Linked DNA regions of Mus musculus: region 2 is linked to region 1. The links are chromatin contacts, called in public Hi-C maps. All regions are on one chromosome and are shown on one strand. The core of a region is the stretch at or near the end of the contact, and the rest is flanking DNA. Distances in the headings are between cores, read along the strand shown. Region 1 has its middle 310 kb from the start of Gm15521. Region 2 holds the start of Snx19 (sorting nexin 19).

Region 1 (4,312 bases), core at 941-3,440:
TAAAACTCAGTCGTGCTCCCCGGAGTGTACCAAGTTCTCCAAGAGTTACCATCTATGATTCCAATTTGAGGAGCGAAGATACCTGTGAATTGATGGATTAGGTGGTCTCAGAATTTCAAGAAGATCCCAGAAGATTCACTGATGACTGTCTCTATAGCCGCAGCCTTCAAGAAGAGTGTTCCACACAGATGGAGAGTCAATCCATGCGATGCGAAGAGGCCTAGCACATCCCAGAGTCTGACTTTGGGGGAATGGTGTTAAAGGAGAGGAAGAAGGCGGTGTGGCTGCCTTAGGCCCTTCCCCTTCTGGTGGACTGTCTTTTTAAGGGGCACATGCCTTTAATCCCAGCACTCGGGAGGCAGAGGCAGGCAGATTTCTGAGTTCGTGGCCAGCCTGGTCTACAAAGTGAGTTCCAGGACAGCCAGGGCTATACAGAGAAGCCCTGTCTCAATAAATAAATAAATAAATAAATAAATAAATAAATAAATAAATAAATAAATACAGTTACAGAGAAGCCCTGTCTCAATAAATAAATAAATAAATAAATAAATAAATAAATAAATAAATAATGAATAAATAAACAGTTAAATACATTTGTGCCTCTACTTGCCCTTTCATTATTGAAGGCAAGCCCCTCATTGAATTTCAGGAAGCTTTTTGGGCTATCAAAAAGGCATAGACACACCAAGGAAAAGTTGCTTAAAATAGTAGCCCTTGTTATTTTTCCTCCAATGCTGATCTCCTGATCTCTGAGTCGTTAGCTTTCTAGGCTTCCAGGGTTGTGGAAGAATTGGGAGGAAGATCTCACAGTTGAGGGCTGGGACTTCTTTGTCATACCGCCCACACCTAGTCTCCCACATGGACGACTGTACTTTCCTCCAGTTGGAATCATCGATGGGAACTGATGGAGAATGTGTTAAATGCCCAGAATCAACCTTACCAGCTTGGAATTAATAAAGACTGTCTGATGAGGGAAAGGAACCAGATTTCAGATCCCTGCTGGCTTATCAGTGTCCTCCCCTCTTTGTGAATTACTCTGAGGGTCATATAGACTGAAGTTCACCCCACTCCTGGGATACCATACCTCAATGAATATTTGGATCCCCTTTCCTTATCCCCACAATAATCGAAAATGTCCGATGCAGGCCAGAAATGACAGATAGCTGAGGCTGTGGAAGTCCCAAATGCCTTTCTATCGAGGGGCCCAGTGGTTACACAGAGGGCCCTGGTCCTTGGGCTATTCCAGCAGCAGCAGCAGAAACAGCAGATTCGGTGCATGACAAAGCACTGTGATATGGTATGACTTTTCTATTTAATGGGATTTTCCTAAACCACTAGGAAAAGAAAAAATAAAAGAGAGACTCCATAAACAACACTACAAAGGCCTTTACTTATTAGTATTTTGGAACAGTGGCAAAACAGTTCTTGAATCTAATTATTGCTGACAAATATGAAAATTGAAATCAAAGTTAAATTCCCAGCCATGGCACCTCACATGCTCGCCTCCTTGGACTTCAGCTGCATCAACACATCTGTGTTTCCAGTGGCTTCTGGAGAAGATTGGTTATTTTTCCTTCCACTCCAATACCACATTCTTTCCTCCCCCAGGGTCTCCTCCACTCCCTCCCCTAGCTAGGACCCTATAAATTTTGAAGCATTAAATCTGACATATTCATCTCGGTGGCTGGCACTAGGTAACTAATTTTATGTTTACCTGTCAGGGATATAGAATGAGCTGAGCAGGGTGTGGGGACACTCCTCTGTGTCACTATCCTAACCGCCACCCCTAGTCAGTCCTCCCATTCTCCTCCTCCTTCTTCTTCTTCTTCTTCTTCTTCTTCTTCTTCTTCTTCTTCTTCTTCTTCTTCTTCTTCTTCTTCTTCTTCTTCTTCTTCTAGATAAAAGTCATTTGACTGATTTCAAATTCCTCGTGATATCAGGACAGGAGAAAAAAAAAAAGGACTTGTCAACACCTTTCTTTCTTTTCCCCTATTAAGCATACTGTAAAAAATCAATCCCTTTTGTCACCCCGCTCTGCTTGCGAGAATGTTTAATGGATGTCAAGGGAGCTAATGATCGCTGGTAGAAAATTCATTTTAGATTTGCTATTTATAAAGTACTCAGTACTCAGGTGGGAAATTAACATGAAGCGAGGAGTCGGGTGGTGTGGGGGAGGGCTGGCAGTACAAGGCTGGGCCCCTGCCAGGCTGCTAGTCGCTTTGCGGCACCCAAGGCATCCTGGGGACGGGGAGCACATGTGGCAGGGAGGCTGTGCCAAGGCATCCCAGGGACAGAGAGTGCATCTGTCAGGGAGGCTATGTAGGGTAGCAAAAACAGCATAGGCTTTAGAAAGACCCCAGTGGTTTGACCTTTTCTGGACAAAATTTTCACAGCAATGAAATAATTTCTACAATATGTACCTTCCAAGGTTTCGAGAAGGATTAAATAAAATATCACACATAAAACATTTACCAGCTCCTGGCACACAGTGCTAGCACATGGGTAATAACTATTCTGTTCCCCCACCCCCACCCCAATGCCGCATGTGGTTAGGAAGATACCACAGGGTGGATCAGCACCTATGTGTCCTCTGGATCTCAGTCTGGCCCTACAGGCAGTTGTGACAGTATGTGACAGTCACACACAAGGACCCTAAGCTCCACCTGTTGTCTCTGGCTTCCAGATAATCTCATCAGCCAAGGTTCTGCAAACTCCAACTGTCCTCCAGCCGCCTGAAGGTATTAACATCTCCATGCAGAGCATTAGGGAGTTCTAATACCTGCATTGCATAGACAAGAGGACTGCAGTAGCTCCCCAGACCCCCCAAGACACTGTAGTCCTGATGTTGCCTACTGGGTACCACACTTTAGGAAACCCAGAGCCACACATCCGAACTCACCCATCTCTTTCGAGCGCTGGAGAACACATCCTTCTAGAACCTCACTATTCTAAGCCCTCCTAGTCAAAGCAAGACTTCCCACCCCAACTTCAATCCAGTAGAGGCCTCGGAAGCCTGAAGCAAATCTCTGAATGCTAGTTAATTCCCTCTAAACTTTTCCATCGTTTGCTGAGGGGCCAAACGCCGAAGATAATTTTATCTGTGTTTTGCTGCCACAGAAAGCTGAGCCTCTTTTCCCGTCGTCCTTTGGGTGGCTGATTATTCAGGTGTGCAGACGGATCAACCTTTTGCTCCCAAGCTCTCGCACAGGGTGGAGCTCCAAATCAGGGCGCCCTGGTGTACCCCTCTCCCTCCTGCTGGCTTCCCCGTTTCCGGGGCTTCCCTGGGATGCTTCTCTGTTATATTTGGATTAACTGCAAATCTCCTTTGATTACTCACTCTCTGTTGAAACAGACAACCTGTTGCCACGTGTTTGATTACTGAAACCCAGGGGAGATCCTACTTGTAATGCAGCCAGTTACAGCGCACTCAGCATTACACACCGCCACTGAGCTGCTAATTCATTGTCTAAGAAGTTGCTTTTCAGTTTCTGATTTTTCAATAATAGGCTTCTCACGAAGCTCTTAAGCTTCAGAAATAAGCCCCAAACTGCTTTTCCAGTCATTTACATACGCACAAGCGGATCAGGAAGTGGGGAAGAAAGGGAATAATTTTACATGTTATCCCTGGGACTCTGGAAGCCTGGGCAGGAGAGCACATCAAGGCTGGAAGTCTGGCAAGGACAATGAGAAGTACGGAGGCTCGCAGGAGACCTGGCACCACTGGCGAATCAAACCCGGAAGTTTCTCCTGCCTCACACTCTCCACTTCCCTGAAGCTGGGCCAGTATTCTCAGCTTTGGCTAATTCCTTTTTAAAAGCTTATCATTCACATTCTTCTGCCAGGATGCAGCTGTTAGCTACAGAAACTCCCCTACCAGCCTGTCACCATGGCTAAGTACATTGTGGGCTATGTGAAACCTGCCCAGGTGCCAGATCCAGGAAGTGAGCTCCATCACCCAGGAAGGGTGCTTCATCCTTCCATTGAGGAGTCCTGGCATCAGTCTAAGGGCTTATTAGCTCTTCTGTCATTCGAACTGAGGAAAGGGGAAAAAAAAAAAACCTTTCTGATTAATAGTGTAGTCCTCTCTCTGGCTCTTGCTCTCTGCCTTTCCAAATATAGATATTACAAATAACACAATGAATAGGAAATTATAGCAAATAACATCCCTTTTCTTCCAAGTCTTACAACTCCTCATTTAACATGAATACATTAATTGCTAAAACTCATTTCTACTGTTAAATTCCAAAAGGGATACTGTTTATACATCAAAGATAAGCCTCCTCTTAAAAAAAAAAAGATGTCTAATTTAAAT
Region 2 (4,312 bases), core at 1,131-3,630, 480 kb after region 1:
CTTTGTGTTTGTTTTATTGCTCCGTCTTCTATCGCAGCATCAGGTTACCTCATGTTAAACATGACGTCATGCTTAAATGCACTGCTCTTTTTGTGTGGCTGTCCTTTGATGAGCCTGAGAATACCTTTGGGTGAATTGGTGGCTTTTGTCTTCTTAGCCCTAGCACGCCTTTAATGGACTGAGAAATAGCAGGTCGGAAGGCAAGCGGCATCTCTTGAGAGGTGAGTGACCGGTCAGCCTCCCCCACCACAGGCCCACACCATTCTCTATCAGGCAGGGCTCTCACCTCCTCCCAATGATTAATCTGTTTGGATCCTAAGATCTGTCCTAAATCCCCAGGCAGAAGCTCATAGCCATCCAGATGACAAGTGCATTGGCATGTCCATCAACTGTGCTGCAGAATCAGGAAGACACTCTTGGCTACCTCAGAGCTTCAGACCATCTGCTCAGGTGGCACAACGCCCACTGACAAGGTCAGTTCGTTGCTACCCTGCACTTTCGGTCTCATGATGCATGGGAGGTTTTTCTCTGAGCTGCAGAAGCGAAGTCCTAAGTGGTACCATTAGTTCTCCGCCATTTAAGTCTCTGCTGTGACTCTTGCGTGGGCAGCAGGGATATTTACTTCTCTAGAGCATTACTGTCAGGTAACTGTTCCCGGAACAACAGGATAGTTTGGGAGGACAAGACAGGCAGTCTGCAGGTCTCACATTCCTTTCAGTTGGGAGGAGGATACAGTGAAAGGATGTTCACCCTGGCAACATGAATTAGTGCTTTGTAACTCCAGAGATCACCTTGCCTGCCTAGAAACACTTTGATCCTAAACTATATTGTTGGCCTTTGAGGCTGTTAGTTGTCAACCACATCCAATTGTAGATGATGGTTTCCTTTGTATTCAAATAAAGTTATTACCTTGACACCAGCAGTGGAGACAGAAAAGGAAGCTGTAAGATCTCTCTGGTACAGGGTTGTTTTATTTTGCTTGGTTTTTTTTTTTTTTTTTTGCGGGTTGGGGGTTGTTTTGTTTTAGTTTTTGCTTTTTGTTGCTTTGTTTTGTTGTTGTTGTTGTTGGGTTGTTTTGTTTTATTTGGTGAATTTGCCTAAATCCTTCAAGGCTACAGCAGAGGACAGACTGGTAAAGAGCGATGGCATTCATCTGTGTCCAAATGGAAAGGAGAGCCACACTGCAGAGTCCAGAAGGACCAAGGTGGAGGCTTCACACAAAGAAGACATCAATGCTTCTACACATAGCCAGTGCCACTTTCAGATACTGACTTTCTTTGTAGGTCACTCTTTTTGAGTTGACAACTGGCAGATGTGTTCAAAGCAGAACACAGACAGGGGCAAATGTGTTAGAGGGTAAACTAAAAACAAGACGTCTCTTCCTCTGCCTTGCATGCCTATGCACATGGGAAGAAAAGGAAGCCGACAGGCAGAAAAGTCTTCAAGATTCAGCACGAAGGCTATCTTCTTAATGGGTTCCCTTTAACCATTGCGATTCACTAAAATCATTCCAGAACGTACTTAAGATTTTGCAATTCACTATATCTTATAGGGACTCGCTTTACTGAAAGCTGATTTACGTCAAATAAACTCATTCCCCCAATTAGCTTCAAGGGCTACAAGGACCCACTCTTCAAGCCAGTGACTAAACATAGGAAATACTCTCTAGAAACCTGCCCCACATCTTAATACTTACCTTTGACTACTCCGGAAAACAAAAGAGGTGGACTGTGAATTGAGTAGAGTTGGGAGGGGGGTCGGGGGGGGGGGTGGAGTGGGGGTAGAGGTGGGGCGTTCTGGAAGAAGCAAGGAGAATTTTTAAAATCCCTCATCAATCTAGCTCCCAACAGTACGTCTCCAAGGGAATTAAAACAAAGCTCATTACGGAAAGTTTCCCTAAACCTCTAGAGATATTTACAAACAGCACTTTAAAGAGCCTGGGCGAGTATCCGTTTTGGCCCAGGTGAGCACGGGCTCTGGGTTCTCAGCTTAGCAGAGCGGTGTGTACGCCCACCGTCACCACCGCTCCTCACCACCAGGGGGCGTCCGTGGCTCCGATCCACCAGGCCGCTCTCCCAGCGTACCCCGCTCCCGCAGGCCGCGACCCGGAAGCTGTCGCCGGCTGCTAGCCGGCCCGCTGCTCTGTCCACTTTGGAGTTGCGGAGTGTAGTGGCCTGGGCGGCCGGAGCTTGTTGTGGCTGCTGGCCGCGGCGGTCGGAAGGATCCCCACCCCCCCAAGAGTTCGTTCCCAGGGGCGCAGTCTGAGCACGGGTCCCCCAGCGACGTGTGACCCGATCTGCCGGCTGCTGCTTCGGAGTTCGTAAGTGTCCGTGGGCCGCGCGGGGCTGCGAAGAGACTCTCCGCCTGGGCCATGATGGAGGCCGGCAAAGTTTTCCTCATCTCGGCTGGAACAGGCTAGTTGATGGGCCCTGTCGACAGAAGCGAGCGGGAGAAGCAGAGCTTTTTCTGTCGCTCTGCAGTGCCAGTAGTATCGAAGGTCCAGAGTTCACTCAGTAGCAGCTGGACTTGTTCTCTTCGGTGACAGTTCATGCTCCCACTCCTGACACCAAAATAAAATCGGAGGCTGTCATCTGTGGAAACATACCTGTCCTTTCAACCATGAAGGCACAAACAGTGTCCCCTACCCAGGGGACTATCTCCGAGTCCAGTTATGTCCACAGCAATCTATGGAGTAGCCGGAAGCTAATGATCGTGGGGGTCTTGGTGGGCTGGCTACTGGTCATCCACCTTCTGGTCAACATGTGGCTTCTGATCCTTCTATGTGCATCGCTGGTAGCGCTGGGAGGATGGCTGGGCTCCACTGCCATCCTAGGGGCTTCAGGTCAATTGCACCTGGAACGATTCATTACCATCACCACCTGTCCTCCATGTCCCGAGGCAGAAAGGCAGCTGGAACAGGAGATTAACCGCACTATCCAGATGATTATCCGAGACTTCGTGTTATCCTGGTATCGTTCTGTGAGCCATGAGCCGGCCTTCGAGGCAGAGATGGAGGCAGCCATGAAAGGGTTGGTTCAGGAGCTTCGAAGGCGGATGAGCATAGTGGACAGCCATGCTCTTACCCAGAGGGTTCTGACTCTCTGTGGTTGTCACCTGCAGAGCTATATTCAGGCAAAGGAGGCTACTGCAAAGGAGCAGAGCTGTCCAGTTCAGCCCTCCCAGCTGTGGGATGCTTACTGCCAGGTTACAGCTCCCCATCCTGCCATGAGCTGTCCCACCACGGAGGTCACTTATGCACGTGGCATTGTGAACTTGATACTAAAAGAGTTAGTGCCCAAGCCCCACCTGGAGACGAGGACTGGACGCCACGTTGTGGTTGAAGTTATTACTTGCAATGTCATCTTACCACTGATCAGCAAGCTATCAGATCCTGACTGGATCCACCTTATTCTTGTGAGTATCTTTTCCAAGTACAGACATGATGCAGCACAGGGAACTAAACCCCCCTGCTCATCCAGTGTCCTAGAGCAGCCCTCGGTGCCCACATCTCTGCCATTGATTGTTGAAGTAGAGAGTCTGCCAGTAGGAAAAGCATCTTCTCCAGCAACAGCCCCAGTACACTTGACCTCCAGTGAGCCAGCCCCTTCCCCAGAGATTGAAGAAGGCCATGAAGCTGTAGAGGGAGATTTGCCTGGGATGCTCGAAGAAAAAAAAGTAGGAAATAGCTCATCCCATTTTCTACAGCCAGATATCCGAGGCCCCTTGTTCTTATGTGAAGACTCAGAACTGGAGTCACCACTGTCTGAACTGAGCAAAGAAACCATCCTGCTAATGACCCCAGGCAACTTCCTTTCTGACAGGATTCAAGATGCTCTGTGTGCCCTAGACGACTCCGGGGCTCTGGAGCCTAAGGATGGCGAGGGATCTGAATGTATGGAAGGAGCAGAGGCCGAGGAGGCCCCAGGGACAGACACAGAGACAGGCATGCTGGTCTCCGTGCTTAATTGCCCAGAGATCCAGATTGACACAGCAGACAAGGAGGTGGAGCAAGGAGATGACACCTCTCTTACAGCTTTGCTGGAGGAACCAGAAAAACCCTGCCCCCTACGGCCCTCATGTTTAGACAAAGATCTCGCCAGTGGTGTGTGCTCCCTTGAACCTGCTATGCCCCCAGTGCCTCTTTCCTCCTCTCCACCTGGTCCTCTCAGCTCAGCCACCTTCAGCTTCGAGTCCCTGAGCAGTCCAGACGGCCCGGTTGTCATCCAGAACCTTCGAATCACTGGCACCATCACTGCCCGAGAGCACAGTGGGACTGGATTCCACCCATACACACTGTACACTGTGAAGGTAA

The links. A called contact is a pair of places that touch in the nucleus more often than the background predicts.
Region 2: a Hi-C map of cortical neurons shows a contact between it and region 1, with 2.5 times the contacts expected there. The contact joins the promoter of Snx19 here to the enhancer-like site in region 1. A contact is called at or near these places in 1 of 39 promoter capture datasets (hippocampal neurons), 1 of 484 Hi-C or Micro-C datasets (cortical neurons) and 3 of 115 datasets of contacts at active chromatin or transcription factors (embryonic limb bud and embryonic stem cells).

The regions. Positions count from the first base shown.
Region 1 is chr9:29,940,176-29,944,487 of GRCm38.p6, forward strand. It overlaps a transcript of Ntm not described here. Among named protein-coding and RNA genes, the nearest start is that of Gm15521, 310 kb to the left of the region's middle. Within about 2 kb of position 2,191, at least 19 of the 459 cell types and tissues checked have an H3K27ac peak or open chromatin away from gene starts, as enhancers often do. A contact at or near this core is called in cortical neurons, where this site is marked.
Region 2 is chr9:30,424,949-30,429,260 of GRCm38.p6, forward strand. It overlaps Snx19 (sorting nexin 19), which reads left to right and starts at 2,381. Exons shown (of 11, transcript NM_028874.2): 1 at 2,381-4,308. The coding sequence starts at 2,620. It overlaps Gm30933 (predicted gene, 30933), which reads right to left and starts at 2,030. Exons shown (of 3, transcript NR_169179.1): 1 at 1,919-2,030.